Regions from separate parts of the Mus musculus genome. Here region 2 is linked to region 1. The links are chromatin contacts, called in public Hi-C maps. All regions are on one chromosome and are shown on one strand. The core of a region is the stretch at or near the end of the contact, and the rest is flanking DNA. Distances in the headings are between cores, read along the strand shown.

Evidence for each region. Hi-C and Micro-C count contacts between places; a contact is called where the count stands out from the background.
Region 2: a contact with region 1 is called in a Hi-C map of cortical neurons, with 1.9 times the contacts expected there. The contact joins the enhancer-like site here to the promoter of AI593442 in region 1. A contact is called at or near these places in 2 of 39 promoter capture datasets (macrophages and pre-B cells), 1 of 484 Hi-C or Micro-C datasets (cortical neurons), 1 of 115 datasets of contacts at active chromatin or transcription factors (embryonic stem cells) and 2 of 9 other capture datasets (adipose tissue and liver).

What each region holds. Positions count from the first base shown.
Region 1 is chr9:52,678,134-52,681,647 of GRCm38.p6, reverse strand. AI593442 (expressed sequence AI593442) reads left to right here and starts at 1,868. Exons shown (of 2, transcript NM_001286641.1): 1 at 1,868-2,065; 2 at 3,131-3,514. The coding sequence starts at 3,373. Gm1715 (predicted gene 1715) reads right to left here and starts at 1,785. Exons shown (of 5, transcript NR_045333.1): 1 at 1,577-1,785.
Region 2 is chr9:52,718,123-52,721,636 of GRCm38.p6, reverse strand. All of the region lies in intron 2 of Gm1715 (predicted gene 1715), which reads right to left. Among named protein-coding and RNA genes, the nearest start is that of Gm1715, 40 kb to the right of the region's middle. Within about 2 kb of position 1,891, at least 7 of the 459 cell types and tissues checked have an H3K27ac peak or open chromatin away from gene starts, as enhancers often do. A contact at or near this core is called in cortical neurons, where this site is marked.

The DNA.
Region 1 (3,514 bases), core at 619-3,118:
CTTTACAATATGTTGATGAGACTCTGCTGAGAGTGTCCACAAAAGAGCCACTGCCTGTCTGGTATCCACAGTGAAGTCTCACAGGTCACAGTGAAGCAAGCAAGCAACGACTCACCACTCTCTGAGGTCAGTGAATCCAGAGTCACTCGATGTGGAGGGTGGCTTTAACAGGCATCAGGCCCTCTACTTCTGGGAAGGAACACTTATGCAAATATCTAGGTCATTGGCCATCCTTTACTGTGTGACTTTGGCAGTCAAAGGGCATCAGTCTGTGGTCTGAAGCAACTGTGCATTGTTCAGCCTGTACTGAACTGTTATCTTAAGTGGAATTCTTTTTCTTATTGATACATATGAAGATGGAACTGATACTTCCCTTCTCTTTGTAGTGCTGTGAATAGAACCCAAGGCCTTTGGCATCTTACACAAGTGCTTTAACATTGTGCTGCTCCCCAGGCCCCAGATGATTTGTGCTCAAATAAACGAAAGCAGAGATGGGGTGGGGGAAGAATATGGAGTGCCATGCATTTATGGCGTGAGCAGGAGGAAAATGAGAATTTGGAGTAGGGGTAGATGGGTACATAGGGTCAGAAGGAGAAATCTTTTTTTCTTCATATCTGACCTCACTTCCTGACTGTAGCTGATAGGAGTGAGTAAGTGGCAGCTAGTATTCCCCTTAGCTTTCCTTCATGATGTATAGCATGAAGAGGAGGCAGGAACACACACTCCACGACTGACCAACTCGGTGAGAAAATGTTGCACACTTTCTAGACTCAAAGACAGGAGGTAAACAAGACAGGAGAGAAGAAAGAAAAAAGCAAAACAAAACACGGTTTTAATAAGTTATCTCAGTGCCCTAAAGACCATACTCTGTTTAGTTAGTGTTCCAAGCAAGCGTTCCCAATCACTCACATAAAGCAAAGCATACTCTATTTTGAAGATGGTTACTATAATAGAATACACTATTTCTGTTTCTGAAAGGATCCCAAACTAGTCGTTCACTGGTCTCTATAAGATTTTTTTGCAGGCTGCTAAGAGCCTTTTTAGGAGATGTAAACATTTAACTGAAAAAGCAAATGTATCAAGAATCAAGCACGTTGACAAAAAATTAGAATCAACGAAGGGACATTTTTTTAGCAGTACACACAATGTTGAGAATTTTTACGGGTCATTGGTTCCTGCACTTCTCTTTGTAATTTCCCCTTCCCACCCTTCAAGCCCATGTATGCTTTGTGTCTTCAGAATGTGGGATCCTCGAAAAAAAAAGGGGTGTTCAATACACCGAATGGATCCTGGGCCTGAAGATGAGCGTGCGGGGGAAGAAATCAAAAAGCAGATGGGATGACATACTTTGGAGACTGGTGGAGAGATGCAGTCTTTGATGCATATTTAGGTTCCTGATTCTGATTCTGTCACAGTTGTGTTGACAAATGTCCTTGCCATCTCCCTAGTATAAGCAGTTTATGCTTAGAACCAGAGGCAGAAAAATAGGATTGGGGAGTAGCAGGGACTCTGATCAGTCAACAGGAAAAAAAAGTGTACCCCCAGGGGAGAAGATTCTCCTGGAGCAAAACTGTACCTGGAGACCGGTTGAGGTTGAAGCATAGAGCAATGGAAGAACTGAAGCCTGCTTCTTCCTAGGCAAAGGAGTGCTTGTGCTGAATGAAGGTGGGTTGCTGGCAGGGTGGAGGTGGGGATGGGGGTGGGTTTGCTCCTCCCAGCCCCAAAGCTGGGGAACAGCAGGAAACTGGGAATGGTGTTGGAGAGGCTGTTATGCCAGGACAAGGTGTTGGGTATGAGGGTGGGTGGGGGCCTGAGGGGTGGCTTGGAGCCCTGGCGGTGGCTGCCTGACGTCACCGGCCTCTCTGGCAATAGGCTAAGAGCTGAGCTCCCCATAGCAGCAGCAGCAGCAGCAGCAAAGGCAGCGGCGGCGGCGGCGGCGGCGGCGGTGGCGGCGGCGAGGGTGGCAGCAGCAGCGCGGCTCTGTCTCTGGTCCCAGCGCTCCGTGCCTTCTGCAGCCGCCACTGCAGCCAAGGGCTCCTTCTCTGCAACTGGCTGGTCCTTCCAGGTAAGAGACAGTGGTCAGGATGAAGGCTTCCATGGCCAGGGGCCCCAGTGGCAGGATGAGGGCGGGTAAGACCACTCCCGCGGCCTGCGCAGGCACCTCTGGACAGAGCTTCAGCCCCCGCCCCTTCCCTGGTGGAGGCTAGCGCTTTGCCTTGCTGCTCCGCAGTGCAACAGTTTGCACCTGCCTTTTGGGAGAGGCAAGGGAGCTGTGCTGCCTGCCGCGGGTCCTCCGGCTTGGTCCTCTGCCACAGCCTCTGGGCCCTGGGGCCAGGGCCCGGGGAAGGCTGGAGACAAGGTCGGTTCCCCAAACTTTGCAAGCGGGAACCCTTCCCCTTTCAGTTCCTGCTCTGGAAGAAAGAAAAAGGATTTTGGATACTGTCAAGTGGGAGGCTCAGGGAGATGAGGGGTGGGGGGCGCTTGGGAGGATGTGCCTCCGCTGAGAAGGGTGTTTCAGCTGCTTTTGATAGGGAGAAAGGGGGAGGAAGGTAGCAAGGAAGAAGGCTGGAGAAAGGTCGAGTATGATCCTGTGTGCCAGATCCAGCGGGTCAGCTGCGGCTAGGGACAGAGGCAGTGGGGTGTATCCCCTTGGGACGGGGACCTTGGGGGTCTGAACGTCCAGGCTGGAAGTGTTTGGAGAGGGAGGGATGGGGAAGGAGGACTGCGTACAGGGAGCCTGCTTGGAGTGCGTGCTGGCGAGATTGGATCCTGAGAGGAGGTCCACAGGACACAGAGAAGAGGGCAGTTGGCTTTCTGGGAAGTAGAGAAAGCCGCTGTGGCGGCCGCTGTTGGTGGCAATTAGAAAGTTGTGCAGGGGGCAGGGCAGCTGCCTTCTCTGCTGAGTAACCAGTGTCTCCGCGGTGCGGTACGGACGCCAGACCCCATCTGAGCCAGCGGAGCATCTAGCGCGGCTCTCCTGGGCTGCCAGGAGCGGTAGGGTTGGGTTGGTGGGTTGTGGAGATGACAGAGTCCATTTGAGGGCCGCTTGACAGTGGTGTCAGATCCCTCTCTTTCTCTGCACTCGCCTTGGCTGTGGCCGGGACCCTAACTAATCCTGTTTTCTTTGCAGCACTGTGCCTGGGGAAAGGAAACAGGATCAAAGAAGACCAGAGACACTCTCCCTGGGGCCACTAGCTCTGGCCCGCTTGCTTGGCGGCAGTTGCTCCCTCAGTCTTTGGCTGGAGAGCTCACTCCCTCCAGCGCTAAAGAGCAGTTGGGGTGGTGTGGGTTCCTGTCCACGTCTTGGCTGGTGGGAACCGTGTGTCCAACAGAGGAAGCCTGGTGGGCCTGGCCCCTCTCAGCCCAGCGCCGATGAGTGCCAGGGCGCCGAAAGAGCTGAGGCTGGCCCTGCCGCCTTGTCTCCTGAACCGGACCTTTGCTTCCCACAACGCCAGTGGAGGCAGCAGCGCAGGTCTCCGCAGCTCAGGCGCAGGTGGTGGCACTTGCATCACGC
Region 2 (3,514 bases), core at 642-3,141, 40 kb before region 1:
CCAAGTTGCTTTGGTCTGTGTTTTATCACAGTGACATAAGACAAAACTAGAACAAGGTATCTGTCTTGTGAGTTAAAGTAGAAGTCAGCTAGACAATATATGTAAAGGCATTTTATAAGTTCCAGTGACGTGGCAGCTATTAATCATCACTGAAACCTCCCTCCGCCCCCCATAGAAGATTTTTCTCTGTTGTTCTGGCTGTCCTGAAACTGACTGGCCTCAAACTCTAGATAGAGTTCCTCCAGCTTCTGTCTCCCAAGTGCTGAGATTAAAGGCCTGTGCCACCAGACCTGGCATCAGTGACTCTTTTCAGTACTGGCAATAAATCTGACTTTTATTATATCAGGGTGTAAACAATCAGCAGATTTTGAGAAAGAGATCATTAATTCTTCAATCTATCTGGCTTCTCATTAGGAATTCTTGTTAGACCACCTCTGATCCCTATATCAAAGGTGTTTCCATAACTGGGACCCTCATGAATTCATAGTTGGGACAAGATGTGTTATCTGCCTTTTCCACAGTCTATGAAGAAATTGGCATGGGGCAGCTCATTTGATAAAAGAATGACGTGATGGTGATATAAAGCTATCTAGGTCATAAGTCATGTGCTTGGGGTCACATGGAGTGGCCCAGAATTAGAGAACAAGAAACTAAAAGTTTGGGACAATATATAAGAAATAAAAAAGAGCTTCAAGCCTAAATGACATCAAAGGTAGTTCTGCTTGTAAAGACTCATCAGAATTCCTTTTCTGGGAAATGCTAAATGAATGCAGACTTTATAAAGTCTTCTCACTGGCAATGAAATGCTATTCCATTGTTTTACTTCTTTGAGGGGAGATGCATAGAGAGGAGATGGAGATTGGAACAGACCAACATGGAGGCCCTATTCTTCTGAGGTCGGAACCCTATTAGTCCAGGGTTCGGACCTCAGAGGAGCCAAGCTGGCATTTTGAGAAGAAGCAGATAGACAGGTAGAAATCTGGGAGGCTGAGGCAATAACTCGATTGGTAAAAATAATTGATGCACAAGCATGAGGACTTGCATATGATCACCAGAACTGAGGGAAAAGGCCAAGCATGCTAGCATGTGTTTGCAATCCCACCCCTGGGGGTGTGGAGATATGAAAAGCCCAGGAACTCACTGGCCAGCCCGCCTAATACACAGGTGATTTCCAGGCCAGTGAGAGATCCTGTGTGTATAAGCAGGGTGGACAGCTCCTGAGGAACAGTATCCATGGTTGTCCTCTGGCCTCCACAGGTCCATCCACATAAGCAGCCTCTGGCCGGGGAAGGTGCATGGTGCAAGGACTCATCTTTCATCACCTTTGCCCCACAGCAGTATCTCAATCCCATCTTTTGTGCTGAAGGAACTTGTTCCTGATTCATTTTTGATTTGCTGTCTGGACTCTTGTCTAATGCTTTCTTTTGCTCGGTGTGTGTGTGTGTGTGTGTGTGTGTGTGTGTGTGTGTGTGTGTATGTATGTATACACTTAGCATCATTACATAAATTATTCATATAGTCTTTCTCTGCCTTCCCAGTTACTATTCATGCTCTCCTTGAGCTGCTTATAAATCCCAGAAATAACGGGACCATAGTATAGGAAGACAGACTGCAAGAGGGTCATCTTATCACTAAACTGGAATACACATATATACAACAAGTAAACGAATTTTATTGCTGCAAGATGCCACTGAATCCAGTTAAGCAACCAGCCAATTTGACTCGTGTTGGGGGTGGTGGTGACATGAGTTGGAAATCAATCAATTAAACCAGTTGGCTTAAATTGACTGGTCATTTCAGTCCCAAACACTTTGTACTGGGTAGATACAGCCTTAGAGAGCTTCTGAAATACAGTTCCCATAGCAACTGTACAAAAGTGGTAATAAGAAGCAGTGCATGTAGAATTTATTTTATCTCCTTTGCCTGACTTCCTTTAGTCCCATCTCATATTCCCCTCGGCTCTGGCCATCTGGGCATGCTCTTTTTTTCTTAGCAGTTTTTTTTTCCTCTTGGAGAGAGCTCCATTTAAAATGCTCTTTCTTACTTGGCTCTGACAGGCAGATTGAGATTGTCATCCACAACAGTGAGCGTCAGTCCTTTGAGTGTCTAGTGAAATCCTCTCTCACTTGGCCTTGTCCTGCCTTAATTTCCAGGGTTCCTGTGCTATAGGATTAGAGAGTTTATTTCGAGAGGGATTAAGATTTTTAGCCTCAACACCTGTTCTAGGTGGCTTCTCCCAGGATGGGGCTCATCATTTTACACACTGCTGCTCCCGCTACTCCAACAACCTCAAAGGAAGAGATGCAAGCTCAGTGCTTCACCTTCCTACTCCCCATCACCTTTCTTATCCCCAGCAATGAGGGGATTCGGAACAGCCTGTGTTTGAGCACTTTACAGAGTGATGTGATTCAGCCTTCTCTATTGATCTGTATCTTGACACAAATGGTCATCTTCTGATTCCCTACAATGTCTTCATTAGCACCTCGCTGAACTTCCTTCTTTAAATGGGTATGTGGCAGAGCAGAGCAGGCTGCCTCAGCCAGGCCCATTTTATGACTTATGGAAGAACTTATTTACCTGTCTTTATAAGAATTACCTCAGTGCTATTTCTGACACTCGTGTAAGGGGTGGTTCTGAATCACATGAGTAGCTACTGTCTCGCTTAACTATTCCTCCTAGGCTGGATGTCACATTTGTATGCTTTAATATTCAAAGTCTTCTGAAACTTCATCCTAGTTTTCTTTGAAATTTATGCCCAAACAAGAAAGCCACAAGAACCTTCTTCTTCATCTAGGCATAGTGGCACCTGCCTTTAATCCTAGGATTTGGAAAGTAGAGGCAAGAGGACCAGGATTTCAAGGTCCTCCTTGACTACATAGAGGTTTGGGGTCAGCCTGGGCTACATGATGACATTTTTTTTTCTTAGAAATAATCTTCTGCGAAAATGATTTGTTCAGTGGACCTTCAAAGCACTTTGCCATTTATAGTTGCCTGCTGTTGCTCATGTCATGCCTTTAGGCATGTCAAAGTCTTCCCCTTTACTCATCATTTAAATTCATAGCTCATATTAAAGCTAACTTTGAACATATTGGCATGTATATTAGGTAGCCCTTGGTTGTGTTTATATTGGTGTGTGGCTGCTGTCTAATAAACCAGTACCAAAGTCAGTGGCTTAATACAGTACACTTTATTCTTATCCCTGAGGGTCTGCTGAACTAGTCATTTATTAATTACAGTGCTAGAGACTGAACCCAGGGCTGAAGTCATGGTGGAATAGCACCCAGTACCCTATCATTGAGCTATATCCCAGCTCAAGGGTCCATATTAATAAGTGGACTTGATTGATCTAAAATGGGTTCAGCTGGGCTGATCTGCTTCATGGTAAGAGGCAAGTAGGGCTGAGTCCAGTTTGAAGGGGGCACAGTCACTTGGGGAATGTTCTCTTGCCCAGCCACAGAAGTAGAAAACAAAACACAATAATCAAAACCAACAAGCCAAGTACATGAATACGATT